Linked DNA regions of Sus scrofa: regions 1, 2 and 3 are each linked to region 4. A link is a contact called in public Hi-C, HiChIP or PLAC-seq and promoter capture Hi-C data. All regions are on one chromosome and are shown on one strand. Each heading gives the region's core, a stretch centred on a gene start, on an enhancer-like site or on the middle of the called end of the contact. The rest is flanking DNA. Distances are from core to core; before and after follow the strand shown. Region 1 holds the start of RRAD (GTP-binding protein RAD). Region 2 holds the start of LOC100523672 (heat shock factor protein 4). Region 3 holds the start of C6H16orf70 (UPF0183 protein C16orf70 homolog). Region 4 holds the start of CBFB (core-binding factor subunit beta).

Region 1 (3,661 bases), core at 813-3,312, 79 kb before region 4:
GCTGAGTTAAGGCCGAGGGGACCACAGCCCGGCCAGGATCTCCCTCCCTTTCCGACCCACTCTCTGCTCACCATCCAAGGAGACCTCACGAGAGCGCACCAGGTCACTCTTGTTGCCCACTAGGATGATGGGCACGTCGTCTGTCTGTCGAGCCCGCCGCAACTGGACCCGCAGCTCTGAGGCCTTCTCAAAGCTGTCCTTGTCTGTCACTGAGTACACGATGACATATGCATCTCCCATGGCCATGCAGTGGCCAGGTAGCCAGTGGCCCCCATCCTAGCAAATACAGACACACACAAATATACCCAATAGTCCTCATGCCCCAGCTACAAGGCTGTCACTCCCTGTAGCCCCTACCCCAACCCTGCCCTGGCCCTCAGCCTGCGTCCTACCTGCTCCCAGATGTCATAGACCATGAGCGATGCCTCTTCTCCGTCCACCATGATGGAGCGATCATACGTGTGCCCTGGCAAGAGACCGGTAGTCAGGTTACCTGCTGGCTGCCAAAAGCTCCCCCTCCTCCATGCCACCAGGCTTTCTGCTCTGGCCACAACCTCCAACTCCTCCCCAGAGCTCCTCTAACCTTCCCTCCACTGATGACTGCTGTGACAACAGAAGTGACAGGGCTGAAGAATGGTAGGGGGGAGCCGTGGAGGGCATGGTGTGCCTGACCTTGCCCCTGGATATCCCTTCTCCAAGGTGGCAATGTCCCCAGGGGGCCGCTCCTGTGTTGCCTGACCTCCTGCTGCCTGGGACCCCGGGTGGTTCTGACCACAACGACCTGAGTTAGAACAAGTGTCCCCTGGGGACCTTGGTTACCTAGGACTCCTCTCCTAGAAACTCCTCTGGCTGTGTTCTTGCTGGTCCTGGCAGGGAGGGATGTTCTGTTTCCATCCTACAGAGTAATCACACCTATGCTCTGAACCTTCTACTTGAGGCATTTCCTAACTAAAGGCTGGGGGGTACCTTCTTCCACTGTCCCCATCTGAAATGGGTAGGTGGAGGCAGCTTCTCAAAGCGCCTTCAGAATCCCTTTGGTGGGAGTTCCTGTCATGGCTCATCCATAATGAACCTGAGGAGATGGGTTCGATCCCTGGCCTCTCTCAGTGGGCTAAGAATCCTGCATTGCTGTGAGCTGTGATATAGGTCGGATCCTGTGTTGATGTGGCTGTGGTGTAGGCCAGCAGTTGTAGCTCCGATTTGTTTGACCCCTAGCCTGGGAACTTCACATGCCGCAAGTGCGGCCCTCAAAAAAAAAAAAAAGTCCCTTTGGTATTTGCTGCTTCAATCCTGATCAGTCCTTTAGCCCTCGGCCCTAACCCGGCCTCCCCTCCCCTGGAGTCCCAGCCCCTCACCTGCAGCCTCCGCCTCAGGCCCATCCTCTACTCCACCGAAGATGCGCGCCAGAGCGCTCTTGCCGACACCAGGGGCCCCCAGCAGCAGCACTTTGTAAACGCTCTCGTCTGAATCGCTGCCTCCGGAGCTGAGCGAGTCAGAGGAGCCCTCGGGCCAGTCCAGCCTCGGACCCTGGGCCGCGGTCCCGGCCTCGGCCGTTGCCAGAGCGCCCGGAGCCAGCGCCGCCTGCAGGTCGCGCTCGTCCACCGGCATGCTTCGGCGGTGCAGCGGGGGCGCCGGGCCCCAGGGTGTGCTGCCCCGACGGCGCTCGCGCTCCCGGCCCCCGCCGCGGCTCCCGCCGGCTCCGCTGCCGCCGCCATTCAGAGTCATCGTCTCGGACGCCGTCTGGGCAACGGGAATCGGGATGGCCGCGTAAGCCGCGGTGGAAATGGAGCCTGGACCCGACCCGGCTCAGCAAGATGATTGGGTTCAAGGACCTGTGACCCCTCCTCCTGACTCATCCATCCCAGACGGTGCGACCCCCCCCACCCCGCCCTGCCAGGACCCTCACCCACTCACGCACGGACACGGTCAGGACTAGGTAGGTCGGATACAATCCACTCACAGCCCCAGGCGCGGACCCTCGACGCTGCCGCAGCCGCCGCCGCCTTCTCAGTCCACACTGGGTCTGGCCGCCAGAGACGCCTATTTAAGCCTCTGCCCGCCCCCGCCCCCGCCCCCGCGCTCGCCCCCGTCCACGCGGTGCGGGGGTGACGTGTCTGCCCCCCTCCCCCCAGGGGAATCCCCCACCCCCACCCTCCTCCCAGGGCCTCGCACCCACTCAGACCCCGCCCCGCCCGCCCAGCAGACTCCGCCACCGACGCCCCGCCCGACTCCGCAGACAAAAGAGCCCGAGTGTGTGTATGGGGAGGGGGGCCGGGAAGGAGCGAGAGGGAGGGGGAGTGTATGAATGGTGCGGAGGAGTTGGGGGGGTTCACGGGTGGGGACAAGGGGGTGGGGGACCAGCCAAGTGCGTCAAGACCCCTCTAGGGAAGAAGGAGGTCTCGTCCTTTAAAAGTGAATTCTCCTTTCCCTCCCGCCTGTTGCCTGAGCAAGCAGACCAGTTACAGGTGGGACAGACTTCATCCTTCTCTGCCCATTCCCCGCTGGCCCATATCTGAGCAAGACATTAGAGGTCCTAAATCCGGGCTTCTAGCCTCCACCCCAGGTCCTTCCCACTGTCCTCCCTGCCCTTGGGAGTTGAAGATTTTACCTGATGGCCCTGCCCTTCAGGATAAGGGTTAGTGTCACCTGAACCCCTAGGACACTTGGAGAGCTGTTTGGAGGAGGTGGGCGGGGAAGGGCGGCCCTCTTGGCAGTGTGCTGCAGGTAAAGGTGCAAGCTTGAATCCTGGGGAGGGAGTACAGGCCCTGAGAAGGAAAAGGATGAACTCAGCACCACCTCCCCCACCTCCATACCCTCCAGGCAGCTGCCAGCAACTCTGCTAAAAATACCTGGCCCTGGTCGTTCAGCTCCTGGGCTGGAGGTTGCCCAAAGTTGGGGAGATCCTGGCAGACAGGTGTCAGATGCCAGCAGAAGCGGATAGGGGTGGAACTGGACCAGGGTCAGGTCTGGCTCCAGCCACTCTGAGTCCTCAATGTTCCTTCCCTCCCTTTAGCCTTAGACTGGGGCTGCTGTTCTAGGCACTTCCAGGATCTGGAGGTTCAGACTCCCATCCAGGAGGGGCACCATTGTAGAGTAGGTGGGTAGGGGTGGGTTAGCTACCACTGCTCAGAGAAATCAGTCCCTCCTCAGACCTAGGGAGGGTGCCGGGGCGCAGAGGGGAGGCTTGGTTTCCAGTCCTGAATCTGCCTTCAGGCTCCTAGGTCTTGCCTCCCTCCCAGCCTCAGGGTGCCCAGCCACAAGCTGCCTTGCTCACATTTAGGGTGTGTGACGATTGAGGGCACGCAAGCTGTGAGGCGCTTTGGGACAGGTACTTGCTATCAGTCTGACGTTTATTTGTGATGAGTCTGGTGGGGGTGAGGGGTACCCATTCAGGGCTCAGGTGACATCAGGGATGGATGGATCCTAGTGGGCCTCTAGGTTGTCATGGAAACCTGGGTCAAGGCTCTCTGGCTGCTGTGTCTGTTTCCTTGGCAACATCTGAGAGGGCCTTGGAATGAGGAGGGCCTGGTTAGGTAAGTTTTAGGGGTTCATGCAGGCCCCTCTGGTTCTTTAAGTCCCAAGAGTAGGCAAGGCCTGGACTGGGGGATGGTCTGTCCATTTGTGTTCTTTACATGCCCTGGGTGGGGGTAGGGGATTGGGG
Region 2 (4,005 bases), core at 827-3,326, 130 kb after region 4:
CGAAGCCTGGGTGGCGCTGCGCCGCCGCCATCCTTGGTTGGCCGTAGAGCTGGAGCTGGAGCCGGCGCTGCCTGCCGAGAGCGTGACGCGCATCCTGCAGCCTGCTCTGCCTGTGGCTGCGCTGCGTCTCTGCCTCTCTGGGGACACCGTTGGGCCGCTGCGTTTCGCAGCGCGCCACTACGCCACAACCTTGCGCTTGCTCGAGGTGCGCGCCGCCGCCTCAGCAGAGCTCGACGCCGCGCTGGAGGAGGTGGCGGCGCGCTGCACCGGCCTGCGCGAAGTGCACTGCTTCTGCTTGGTGCGACCTTCTGTACTGCACGCCTTCCGCGCGCACTGCTCGCGCCTGCGCAGCTACACGCTCAAACTTACGCGGGAGCCACATCCCTGGCGGCCCACGCTTGTGGCGTGATAGGATAAATCCTTTCACCCCGCGCCGACGTGTGGCCTCTGAGACGCTTCGTGGGTTTGCCCCGGGGCACGCCAGCTGCTATCCCGCTCCCTTAGGACTCTGAGGATAGGAGCCTTTGGGGTGGCATCAGTACTAAGCAGGCGCGCCCTGAGTCCACTCAATTGCTCCCAACATCTGCAGACACCCATTGTTTCCGCGGTACCGGGATCACCCTCTTCAAACCCCAGTCCCCTGCAAATGTTGCGCTAGCTTGGCGGCCCCGGCATGGGGGAGGGAGGGCACTGACACAGTGGTGCCTCAGGGATGAGTGTGAAATAAACAAATCAAGCATTGTCTCCGCGTCCTGTGAAAGGCAGGGTTGGCTCTGAAGTGGGAGGGCAGCGAACCGCCTGAGGCCGGAGGAAAGGGTCCCGCTAGTGCTGGGAGAGTTCCAGACCTCAAAGTCCCTTTCTACTGATGCTGCTGCCTGGGTCAGGGGCGGGGCACTCGCAGTTTTGGAAAGACCACAGCCCCTGGGTTCGGCGGGAGGTGGGCCAGTTACTCCTTTCGCCCCCTCCCCCCCAACCCGGCTCCTATCAGCCTCTCGACCCGAGGCTTCACTGTGTCCACGTCATTGCCTTATGGGACGGTGCCAGCCCACACCAGGCTGCGCACTGGCGATTTCTCCCGAAGAACAAATGAGGAAACAGCAGGCCTGAGAGGATGGAACTCGAACCCACATCTTACCCCCAACATACACTTAACCGATCCTCCACTGCCCTTTCAGTCGGCTAGTGCTGCGGCCTCGGTCAGAGCCCCGCCCCACGGGTTAGCACGTGGCCCCCACCTGACCCCGCGCCCGGGAGGCGGAGTAGGGCGGGGCGGGCGGCAAACGCAGCACTTTCCGCGGCTTTGACAAGCCTGCGGCGGCCGGCCCGAGCGCTTAACGGGGCCGAGACTGCGCCATGCAGGAAGCGCCAGCCGCGCTGCCCACGGAGCCGGGCCCCAGCCCCGTGCCTGCCTTCCTCGGCAAGCTATGGGCGCTGGTGGGCGACCCGGGTACCGACCACCTGATCCGCTGGAGCCCGGTGAGGGCCGGGGCCCCTTGACTTCCTTAGTGGTCGCTGGGATCCCTCCACGTCGGGGAACGTCCGCGCTCACCCAAACCCTGCCTGGGACTGGGCTGTGGGTCCCTTGATTCAGCCGTCCAGGGTATGCGACGGTTTGGAGGGGGTGTTCGAGATGGAGGTGAGGCGACTTCCTCCGGGCAGAGGAAAGAGTAGGAGCCCTCTGGAGACCTAGAACCCGAAGGTCATTTCGTTCCCACTCTACCCTATCAGACAGATCGAAAGACAGCCCAGGAGAAGGGAAGGGCTGGGTCTGGTTCCAGCTCAGAGTCACATCCTGGGTTGGGGAGCCGTTAGGGCTGAAACCCAGGTCTGGCCTCCATTCCTTCTTTCAGAGAACCGAGTATGTAGTATAGGTGGGCCGGGATAAATCATTGTGGTCGCCCATGGATAGGTCTCAGAGCTGGTTCTGGCCTTGTCCCATGTCCCCGTGGACAGTCTGGGTACCCAGAGTGAGTGTGCGCGCGCGCCAGAGCGCTGGCTTGGCCGTGGGCGGGCTCGACTCATGGTGTCGTCCGGTCTCCGCCCGCACGGTGGGTGGGCGGGCGACGCTCTCTGCAGAGCGGGACCAGTTTCCTCGTGAGCGACCAGAGCCGCTTCGCCAAGGAAGTGCTACCCCAATACTTCAAGCACAGCAACATGGCCAGCTTTGTGCGGCAACTCAATATGTGTGAGTCCCCAGGGCCACGGCGGGAAGCAGGCGTGGGTGACTTGGTGCGCGGGGACGGGGCCATTTATGGCCCGGCGCCCCACACTCCTAGACGGTTTTCGGAAGGTGGTGAGCATCGAGCAGGGCGGCCTGCTCAGGCCAGAACGAGACCACGTCGAGTTCCAGCATCCGAGCTTCGTACGCGGCCGCGAGCAACTACTGGAACGCGTGCGGCGCAAGGTGGGGGCGGCCTGCAGGAACTAGCAAACCTGGGTGGAGATGGGACAGATGTTCCATGCGACTCTGACCTGCGGGTGCTTTCGCAGGTGCCGGCGCTGCGCAGCGACGACGGCCGCTGGCGCCCTGAGGACCTGGGCCGGCTGCTGGGCGAGGTGCAGGCTTTTCGGGGAGTGCAGGAGAGCACCGAGGCGCGGCTGCGGGAGCTCAGGCAGTGCGGGGGAGGGGGCAGAGGAGATGGGAGGATGGGGGAAGGGGAGGATCTGGGCGAAAGGACACTGGCCTTCAAGAGTTTCTGGGCAGCTCTTTTTTTCTCTCTGGCCTTGGCTCCTCCATCCAGACCAATGGGCTGTGGAAGGAAGTCTGTTGTCTATGGATGGTTGATTATCTGAGTGGGCGGCCGGTTCAGGCCTGCCATTCTGGGGGCGGGGGCTGGTGGTAACTGGGTGAACTCTCAGATGCCTCAGCACCCTCCCACGCCTTTCCCCCAGGCAGAACGAGATCTTATGGAGGGAGGTGGTGACGCTGCGGCAGAGCCACGGTCAGCAACACCGCGTCATTGGCAAGGTGTTTGTCTCCCCCACCCTGCTATTACCACTCCGGAATATCCCCCCATCCACCTAGTCCTGGAAAGCGCCTGGAAGTGCCCTGTGAGGGTGGGGGCAGAAAGTCCAAAGTGTGAGTTAACTCTTTGCTTCTTCTTCAGCTGATCCAGTGCCTCTTTGGGCCACTTCAGGCAGGATCGAGCTGTCCAGGAGCTAAGAGAAAGCTGTGAGTGAGAAATCCCTCACCCCTTCCAGGACCCTCCCCGCCTCCCTTCTACCCCCAACTGTACCACCAAAACCCCCACTCTCAGATCTTGAAGTTCCAGGGCCTTAACCCCATCCTTCCACCCATCATCCCCTTCCCCCTCACCCTAAAGCATTCCAGCAGCCAAGGGTCTGGGACCCAAACCATGCTCCCTCCCTCCCAACTCTACCCCCAAAGGGCCCCCATCTCTGGGGGGAGCCCCTTCCACCTCCAGCATGTGACTGATGCCCTGGCAACAGGCTTCAGCTCTGCTGACTTGGCTGCTGGGGCCTGTGGGAGGGAGGTGGTGCAGGCTGAGGGGCATGGGAGATGAACCTGCCCAGCCCCCTGCCTGAGCCCTGGCCACCCTGCACAGGTCCCTGATGCTGGATGAGGGGTGCCCAACACCAGCCAAATTCAGCGCCTGCCCCCTACCTGGTACCCTCCTGCCGGACCCTTACTTTGTCCAGTCGGTAGGTTTTTTCCTTCTCTCTTCACTAGACACAGCTCAGCATCTGGAGAGCCTATGCCCTTTCCTTATTCCCCCAAAAGAAGAGAAGATGGAGGCCAGCCTTCCTCCCAGCTAGACCCAAGCCTCCCAGCACAGGCCAAGCCTTCCCCCCTTAGACCTGGTCCATATGGGTTCTGGCTCACCCTGTGACTTGAGGTGAAGGGCTGGGCCTAGTCTTCTACTTGCAGCCCCTCCCAGAGACCACCTTGGGCCTCAGCAGCCCTCACAAGGCCAGAGGCCCCATCATCTCTGACATTCCAGAAGACACTCCATCCCCTGAAGGAACCAGGCTTTCTCCCTCCAG
Region 3 (4,062 bases), core at 147-2,646, 73 kb after region 4:
ATGTCAGAGTTTAGTTGGTCACTTCCCTACTGATGGACATCTCAATGACTCAGTTCTATTAGTCTGGCAAAGGATGCTGCAATTGGACAACCTTCTCCATGTTTGCTTTAATACAAGTAGCAGTGACTTCAAGGTATTTTGTGTGTGTGTGTGTTTTGTCTTTTTGTCTTTTCTAGGGCTGCACCCACGGCATATGGAGGTTCCCAGGCTAGGGGTCTAATCAGAGCCATAGCCACCGGCCTACACCACAGCCACAGCAACACACAGGGTCCGAGCCGCATCTGTGACCTACACCACAGCTCAAGGCAATGCCAGATCTTTAACCCACTGCGAGGCCAAGGATCGAACCCACAACCTCATGGTTCCTAGTCGGATTCATTAACTACTGCGCTACGACGGGAACTCCTGACTTAAAGTTTTGATAGAGCCTCCACGTTCCACTCCTACTAGTTTTAAGAATTTAGCTTGTCATTTTCTCCCCTGCTAAAAACCTTCCTCCACAGGCAATGTAATATTAAGAATTTGAGTTCTAACGCCTAGGACCACGAGCCATTCAGCTTCTCTGGGCGTCAATTTTTTTTTTTTTTTTTTGCCTGTAAAGTGAGATATAACCAATCTTAGTCTCAGGGTGGATGTGACAATCCAGACACTGCGTCCATGTGCGTCCATGAAGAGTTGGCTCCATAAGATGTCAGTATTAGAGTACCCAGAGCCCGAACTAAAAGCTTTTAAATGAGGAAACTGAGGCATAAAGACAAGACCTTTGGTCAAGACCCCACAGAGTCAGCGACACAGCCGACTCTGACTCAGTCTGAGCTTCAGCAGCCTCGGGATCCCAGCCCTGGGGCCTGCGCACAGCACGAAGTAGTCAGTCAGGACGTCCTCCCCTACCTAGTCCTCTCCCCTAACTCCCCCCGCCCCTACACACGCACTTTGAGTACGACCCGAGACCCAGGGGCTGCAGTGAGGAGTCATTCCTGGCCAACTAGAGGTAGCTGCTGCCGGGGTCGGTCTTGGCCCCAACCGGGAGCGGCAGGGCGCTCGCGGGCCTTGTACTTTGAGACTCCGTGTCCTCCCTCCCCGGTGGGCCTCAGAGGGTACGCCCTCATAACTCGCCTTTTGAGCCCAGTGAATGTGGTTGAGACGTACGCGTAGACGGCAGACGGGTGCTATATAGCCGTGTTACATGTATGTGTTGCCCGGTTCACACATCTTCGTGTGGAACGTGTGCGATGTGGTGTACAGATGTGGGGGTTCACGGAGTACGATGCTCCTGGTTCCAAGAGAGCCCGCACTTCCGTATGGTACCGTAAGGCATCTATAACAGCCGCCTATCCGGAGTTTGCGCGTGCGTGACTCCGCCTTGGTCCCGCTCTAACCGTGGAAATCCCGCCTTCGCCCCGCCTCCGCCACACTTTACGGCCCGGCACGCCACTTTTGCCGCAGACGCTCCAGCTCCCGCTGCCGCTGCTGCCCCAAGCCGCCGCGGCTGCTGTCGGTGAGGTGAGGTGTGGTGAGGTCAGGTGAAGTTTGTGGGGCCGGTAGCGCTGGCGACTCGGTGGGAGGTGGCGAGCAGGGCCAGGGGGCGCGGTGGGTCACCCGCTACTTTGTCTCTTCAGCTCCGCTGCCATCTGCGCTACGGCAGGGAGGCCGCCTTGGCCCGGCGAGCCGAACCAATGCTGGATCTGGAGGTGGTACCCGAACGCTCTCTGGGGAACGAGCAATGGGAATTCGCGCTGGGTGAGTGGTATCCTCTCTCACGACCCTACTCGCCGATCCTTCCTTCCTTCCTGGCCCTTCCCACCTCTGGCCTCCTCCCCTTACCCTCCTGCGCCCACGGCTCCTCAGCTCTTTGGGCTCCGGGCACTAGACACCCTCTCCTACAGTCCCGACTCAGTAGCCTATCGCACAGCCGGGCCTTGAAGTCCCTTTCTTCCGTCCTCCGCAGGCCTCTCGAGGGGGCAGTGCTACAGTAATAATAACAATAATGGCTGACGCACCCCAAACACTAAACTCAAGGCCAGGCCCTGCTCTCTGGTGTCTAATTATCTCAAGTATGCCTCCGGGGACTTGATGGTAGCTACTATTGTTATTACTATCCTCACTTTGTGGACCGAATAGCTTAGGAGTGACTGACACCGCCACTGTAGTCTGTCTCTTTGCTTTTCTGGGCTGTTGATTGCCTCTCCGGAAGGAGAAACCTAGGCACCTTTACGATCATCAGATGTTGGGGGTCTGGTCAAGAGAGTTGAGGAGAGTTTGTGTGCGTTAAAGGAACTTTTGTCTAGTTTTCTTCTTGTTTTTAATGTGGTCAATATGTGGTGTAATCCTAAACCTAATCCTTAGTGGACAGAGTTAAAAGTTGAATGAGACAGGAGTTTGGGGAAAGTAACATTTAGTTTGTGGGGAATGCAGTTTGGACATTTTGTGGGTTTGGGCCCATTTTTCGCTATCCTTAATGTCACCACTTTAACGTGTACAAGTATTTGCATTCGGTAACCCCAGAGTGTGTTTACTTTTATTTTCCAGCACTAGGGAAAGGGGGTGGAGAGCAGGTGTCTGTGCTGTTTGTACAGGCTTGAACTTTTGTCACACTAATTATGGCTACTGGACTGAGTCAGCTGCTCCATTGGGCTATATCTTATCCTTGAATCTGGAAGACTTATATTTATGGAGATAGAGTAGGTGAGAAACTGCAGAACAGATGTGCTGATAGGACTCTGCCGGTGCTCTGTGTCTCCGTGAACTGAACAAGCCTCCTCTGGGTTGTGGGAGCTGATTTGGTTTATTGAGAATTTTCAGCTAACTTCTCTCAAAACTTATACCTCTCCTCAGAGTTCTTCACAGAATTTTAGCTGGTAGGAAACACTCCAGCTTCTTGTGAAGCACCAAGAACTTGATTGGGAAGCTAGTGATAGCTTAGTTTCCAAGCCCATTTGTTATGCTGATGCTGTTTGGCTTCTAGGTGGGAAAGAACCTTCCCTAACCACAGCTTTGGCTCATACTAGGGTTTCACAGGGCAGAGTGAAAACCACAGCCATCGCTTCAAACTATGCTTGATGGTGCAACTAGGTTGTGGATCTCTGTGGTACAGTCTTGGTCACAGGTAATGATTAGGATGGAATTTCCTGGTGGCTCAGCTAGTGAAGAATCCAGGGTTGTCACTGCTGCAGTTTGGTTTGCACCTATGATGCAGGTTCAGTCCCTGATCCATGAACTTCCATGTGCCATGGACACAGCCCAAAAAAAAGTAATGATTTTAGGGTATCATTTGAGATTTCAAAAAATTGGGTGGGAGAATAAGACTTGATACACTAACCCCTACTCCTAACTTTGCCAGTTTCTAGTAACCAACGGTTTGGGTAGTTCCTTCAAACTGCCTAGAGAGCAACCACAAACAGTAAAAAGAGCACTTCTTTACACTGGGTTCAGAATTAAACTTTGAGGGAAAGCTCATAGAGGGTACCTGCAATTTGGTGATTACTTTGTGTATCTTAAAAATTACATCTGCCCAGAGTTCCCATCATGGTGCAGTGGTTAACAAATCTGATTGGGAACCATGAGGTTGTGGGTTCTATCCCTGCCCTTGCTCAGTGGGTTAAGGATCCAGCATTGCCATGAGCTGTGGTGTAGGTTGCAGACCCGGCTTGGATCTCGCGTGGCTGTGGCTCTGGCATAGGCCTGCGGCTACAACTCCGATTAGACCCCCTATCCTGGGAACCTCCATATGCCGAGGGAGCGGCCCGAGAAAAGCCAAAAAGCAAAAAAAAAAAAAAATTACGTCTGCCTTAGGTTACATTTTTAGGCTTAAGTCACCCCAACCCTGTAAGGTAACTTCTGTTTGCCAGATAAGGAACAGGCTCAGAAAGGTAGGTTAAAAAGTAGCTGAACAGGAGAGTTCCCGTCGTGGCTCAGTGGTTAACGAATCCGACTAGGAACCATGAGGTTGCGGGTTTGATCTCTGGCCTTGCTCAGTGGGTTAAGGATCCAGTGTTGCCGTGAGCTGTGGTGTAGGTTGCAGACTCGGCTCGGATCCTGAGTTGCTGTGGCTCTGGCGTAGGC
Region 4 (4,186 bases), core at 563-3,062:
TCAACCATTGGCTTCTCTCTGAAGCTGCCAATCTCAGGCTCCCAACCTGTGATGAGAGAGCATGTGACATAAACTGGCCAGTATCATCACATCTGTCTAGACATGATAATTTGGCAGAGGGGAGAGTTTGTGACTCAGATTGGACCAATCTGGGAGATTGAGACTTGGGAGATGGAGAAGTGGCTGCTCCCATCCTTTGCCAGGAAATAAATGCCATCAAAGAGGCTCCAATAGACTTGAGCAGTAAGAAGAAACGAAGAAATAAAAGAGTCCCTCTCTGTGATATGTTTACTTAATACTGACACTTTGTAGTTTCAAGGTTTTTTTTTTTTTTTTTTTTAATTGGTTTTCTGTCACTTGCAACTGAAAGACACCTGAAAGAAATATTCTGAGATGGCTGGAGGCCCAACAATAGTGGTCGGTGACATCCATATTTATGTATATAATTTCTGTTTGTATAAATACACGCATTCACACAGCTTGGTGTAGGCTGGAGAGCATGCCCTTGGAAGGAGTTGATTCTATGTCTGCCTTTCAGAAAGAGTACGTTTGTTAAAACCACCAGCCTACACATTTGACTTTGCTGAAAACTCCCTCCCTAACCTTGGGTAATCAATCACTAACTGGACTTCAGTTACAGTGACCAACCAATCCAGTTTGCCAGCGACTGAGTGGTTTCCTGGGACACGGGACTTTTATTGCTAAAACCGGGATATTCCATCAACCTAGCTCAGTTCCATATCGATGAAAATGAGATTGGACCAGACAGTGGTGGGAAATTCTGCCAAACCCTGCATTCTGGCAGACATTGCCAAATGCCCTTGGCACTAATTCTTGTGAGTTTGAATATATCCTTACAATCCTTTGCAACAAGGCCAGCTACTGTCATTCATAGTCGGCACCAGTTTACCAGTTTACCATCCTTGGACTGAGTTTTTGACAAGCTGGGATTTTAAGGATAGAATCTATTGGGGACCAACTTCGAGTCAAGCTCTGCCATGAATCCCATGTCACACTCTCTCCAGCTTGCGCTCAATGACTTCCCTGGAACTTGTGGATCTTGTTTTTTAGGATTTGATTGCACATTTGTGTAAATATATGGACTGGCACTGGATTGTATAATTCAGCTTGTTCTTTAGAAATGTAAATTTATTGAGTGCACATCATGTGCTAGAACTATACAAAGGTTATCACTCTAACACTGTGAGCTTGTGAGTGTCTGCGTTTTGGAAACAAGCACACTGAGGCTTAGCCCCAGTGCCTGTGGAAGGGCCCCAGCCCGCAGGCAGTGAAGGTGAGCGAGATCCCTTTTGAGTCCCTTCTGACTCAACAGCTCTGACCTTTCCACCATGATGTGGATTCATTCGGATTCTTTCGTCTCTTCCACCTTTAGCCTTTGATGTGCACAGCCCACACCCATCCAGGTCGGTTTTCAGACGCAAAGTCTGCAAGGACTTAAGTTTCCTCGCCTTCACGTGACAGTCTGGGGCTACTCCGCGCTGCCGGGGAGCCCAAAAGTTCCAGACAGTGGAAAGAAAGGACTCGCGCAGGCCGCTTCCTGTCTCCTAGAACCGAGCAGACCCCCACAGGGTGATTCCACACAAAGTGGCCCGCGGGCGGGCCTGAGGGCGAGGGCCGCGCGGCAGGAGGAGCTCGGTTTCACTGCCGCCCTTGGGCGCCGCCAGCCGGAGGGCGGCGCATGCGCGGCGCGGATCGCGGAGTTGTGAATGGTGCGTTTTGTTTGCCGGAGTTTGGGGCGGGCGGGCGCGCGAGGAGGAGGGGTGGGGCCGGCGGGGGCGGAGCGGGAGGGCTAGCGAGGTGGGCGGCGAGAGGAAGTGGCTGCGGCGGCGGCGGCGGCGGCCGGGGGCGGCGAGTGCTGGGACCGCGCGGGCGGTAGGCAACGGCTGAGGCGGCGGCAGCGGTGCAGCGGCGTGGGTTGGGCTCGAGCGGGCAGCGGCACCTCAGACTCCCGGGAGCGGGAGCCCACGCGGGCGGGCGCCTGAAACAAAGGGAAGCGAGAGTCAGGGCGCCGCGGGTGGGCGGTCAGTCGGTCAGCGCGTAGCCGGCCAGCGGGTGCCCGCGCAAGCCCGGAGCCCGGCCGGCCGGCACGGCCTCAGGGCGGGAAGATGCCGCGTGTCGTGCCTGACCAGAGAAGCAAGTTCGAGAACGAGGAGTTCTTCAGGAAGCTGAGCCGCGAATGTGAGGTGAGGCAGGCGGGCGGGCGGCGGGGAGGCCGCGGCGCGCCCCGAGTGGGCCCGGGCGGAGAAAAGTTTGGGCTGCGCGGCCCGCGGAGGAGCAATCTCGCCCGGGCAGCCGTCTGCCCGCAGACTCTGCTTGCCCTTATCGGCGCCGCGCGGGGCGGGCGGCGTCGCGGATTTGGCTCCTGATTTCGGGCCGTCTCTGCCTTGCAGATTAAGTACACGGGCTTCAGGGACCGGCCCCACGAGGAGCGCCAGGCGCGCTTCCAGAACGCCTGCCGCGACGGCCGCTCGGAAATCGTAAGTCCGCTGGGCAGGGGCGCGGGGAGCGGGGCGCGAGGCGCGCTCAGGGCACTTGTTGCGCGGGGGCCGCCGGGGCCCAGGCGGGTTCCGCGCGGCGCCGCGGACGCCGCGGCTCCCGGAACTGAGCGGGCGCCGTCTCACTTCCTACTCGGGATTCAAAATGCGAAACCAGACACTGGCGGGCCGCGTCCTCGCGGGGAGACGCTTCCCTGTGGCCCTCGGTGGGCGGAATCTGTTTCCCAGACACGGCTCCGCACACACCGTGCGGTGAGTGGAACTCGAACCGGAGCCCAACTAAACAGGGCAAGGCCGCTGTAAGGGCTGTGTCACTGCTTAAAGGGTCAGGGTGTTATTAGTAGGAAGAAAACAGCCGTACGGAAAAAGAATTGGGCTTCGTTCAAGGTTCTAGTTCTTGGGCGTTAGTTTGTCTCTAAGACGCTAGATTTTTAGTAAATCTGTATGTGGAGCTGTCCCACTTTCAGGATAGCTGAGAGTAAATGAGAGTAAATCCAATTATCTGTTGTCCTAATAGAGGGAAAAAAAGTCCTCAAGAACGTGTCATTCTCTTCCTCGAATGTTAAGCCTCAGGAGACCCGGAAAGAAACCATTGGGTTTTTTCCAAAGCTAAAAAAACTCCCGTTTAGGCCTGCAATTCCTAAATAATTGCATAGCTTTGCAAAACTCACAGTTGATCTGAGGCCGTATTTTAGGTGGTAGATTTCGTACTTCATGGCTACCAAACCTAACGTGGAAAAAAAATTCAGGTGTTCTAGTTTCTCCCATCTTCTGATTTTCCCTATTGGAGGTACTAATGAGGAGGAAATGATCCAAAAAGTGGATAGAAAAAAGAGAAGAGGTTGATTATTATTTAAACAAAAAAATTGAAGCACTGTATAATGGAATCTAATGGTCTCCATGACCTGGGCCATCACATCTCTGGACACTTGAAGTATGGGCACGGTTTGAATTTAGGTTAACAATAGGAAGACTTACTGGAACGTTTACTTTTACCACCCCTTGTACAGTATAGAATCTGTTTTTATTGGGATGTAATTTACATTATAAAATTTTATCTTTCCATCACTGAAATCAAATTTATTTTTAAGAGTATTTTGATATTTAAAATGAAGGCTTTTTAGAGTTGTGTTACAGATAATGAGAAGATATTGGTCAGATTTATTAGGAGCTCTAGAATGTTTGGTCGTTATTTCCTGTTATAAAAGGGAATCTCTAGCTTTTCACCCACTTTCTTGAGTAGTTGTAATAGTTACATGACTCAAATATATAGGACACATACTTTTTGGTTTTGGCACTGAGTGGTAGAATAACCATTCATTCATTGATTATATCATCCTTTTCTGGCTTTCCTTTTGGAAAAGGTGGATGGTATGTATACCTAACCAATGCTTCTCTTGGAGGTAATTGATGTAAGTATGAAAGATGAGTTACAAAATGCTTTCACAGTTTTAGAGCTGAGGTTTTGGGGAAAACCTAATGAAACATAGCTAATAGGGAATCTTTTGTCATATCAGGCTTTATGGCATGTAGTTATGATTTGGAAGTATAATTTAACTCATTGTATTTGAACTACTAAATTATAGCATGAATTAATACTATAGAAGTATTATAGGTTGCTTGTGTTTGTCATAAATTTTTCTTCAGGGACAGATCAGTCATTCTAATTC

Evidence for each region. Promoter capture Hi-C pulls out the DNA fragments that hold promoters and counts their contacts. Hi-C and Micro-C count contacts between places; a contact is called where the count stands out from the background. HiChIP or PLAC-seq counts read pairs in DNA pulled down with a chosen protein or histone mark.
Region 1: a contact with region 4 is called in a Hi-C map of spleen, with 2.3 times the contacts expected there. The contact joins the promoter of RRAD here to the promoter of CBFB in region 4. A contact is called at or near these places in 2 of 47 Hi-C or Micro-C datasets (liver and spleen) and 1 of 2 datasets of contacts at active chromatin or transcription factors (skeletal muscle).
Region 2: a contact with region 4 is called in a promoter capture Hi-C map of liver, with 1.9 times the contacts expected there. The contact joins the promoter of LOC100523672 here to the promoter of CBFB in region 4. A contact is called at or near these places in 2 of 5 promoter capture datasets (both in liver), 9 of 47 Hi-C or Micro-C datasets (alveolar macrophages, blood, embryonic fibroblasts and 4 more) and 2 of 2 datasets of contacts at active chromatin or transcription factors (alveolar macrophages and skeletal muscle).
Region 3: an H3K27ac HiChIP or PLAC-seq map of alveolar macrophages shows a contact between it and region 4. The contact joins the promoter of C6H16orf70 here to the promoter of CBFB in region 4. A contact is called at or near these places in 1 of 5 promoter capture datasets (liver), 13 of 47 Hi-C or Micro-C datasets (alveolar macrophages, embryonic fibroblasts, liver and 6 more) and 2 of 2 datasets of contacts at active chromatin or transcription factors (alveolar macrophages and skeletal muscle).

The regions. Positions count from the first base shown.
Region 1 is chr6:27,603,065-27,606,725 of Sscrofa11.1, forward strand. RRAD (GTP-binding protein RAD) reads right to left here and starts at 2,063. Exons shown (of 5, transcript XM_021094029.1): 1 at 1,961-2,063; 2 at 1,356-1,740; 3 at 393-466; 4 at 72-276. The coding sequence starts at 1,725.
Region 2 is chr6:27,807,380-27,811,384 of Sscrofa11.1, forward strand. LOC100523672 (heat shock factor protein 4) reads left to right here and starts at 2,077. Exons shown (of 13, transcript XM_013998232.2): 1 at 2,077-2,185; 2 at 2,277-2,404; 3 at 2,491-2,968; 4 at 3,108-3,172; 5 at 3,567-3,663; 6 at 3,890-4,005. The coding sequence starts at 3,581. It overlaps FBXL8 (F-box/LRR-repeat protein 8), which reads left to right. Exons shown (of 15, transcript XM_021094046.1): 4 at 1-1,476; 5 at 2,077-2,185; 6 at 2,277-2,404; 7 at 2,491-2,968; 8 at 3,108-3,172; 9 at 3,567-3,663; 10 at 3,890-4,005. The coding sequence ends at 409.
Region 3 is chr6:27,756,180-27,760,241 of Sscrofa11.1, forward strand. C6H16orf70 (UPF0183 protein C16orf70 homolog) reads left to right here and starts at 1,397. Exons shown (of 17, transcript XM_021094040.1): 1 at 1,397-1,503; 2 at 1,620-1,740. The coding sequence starts at 1,677.
Region 4 is chr6:27,682,508-27,686,693 of Sscrofa11.1, forward strand. It overlaps CBFB (core-binding factor subunit beta), which reads left to right and starts at 1,813. Exons shown (of 6, transcript XM_021094056.1): 1 at 1,813-2,204; 2 at 2,412-2,498. The coding sequence starts at 2,127.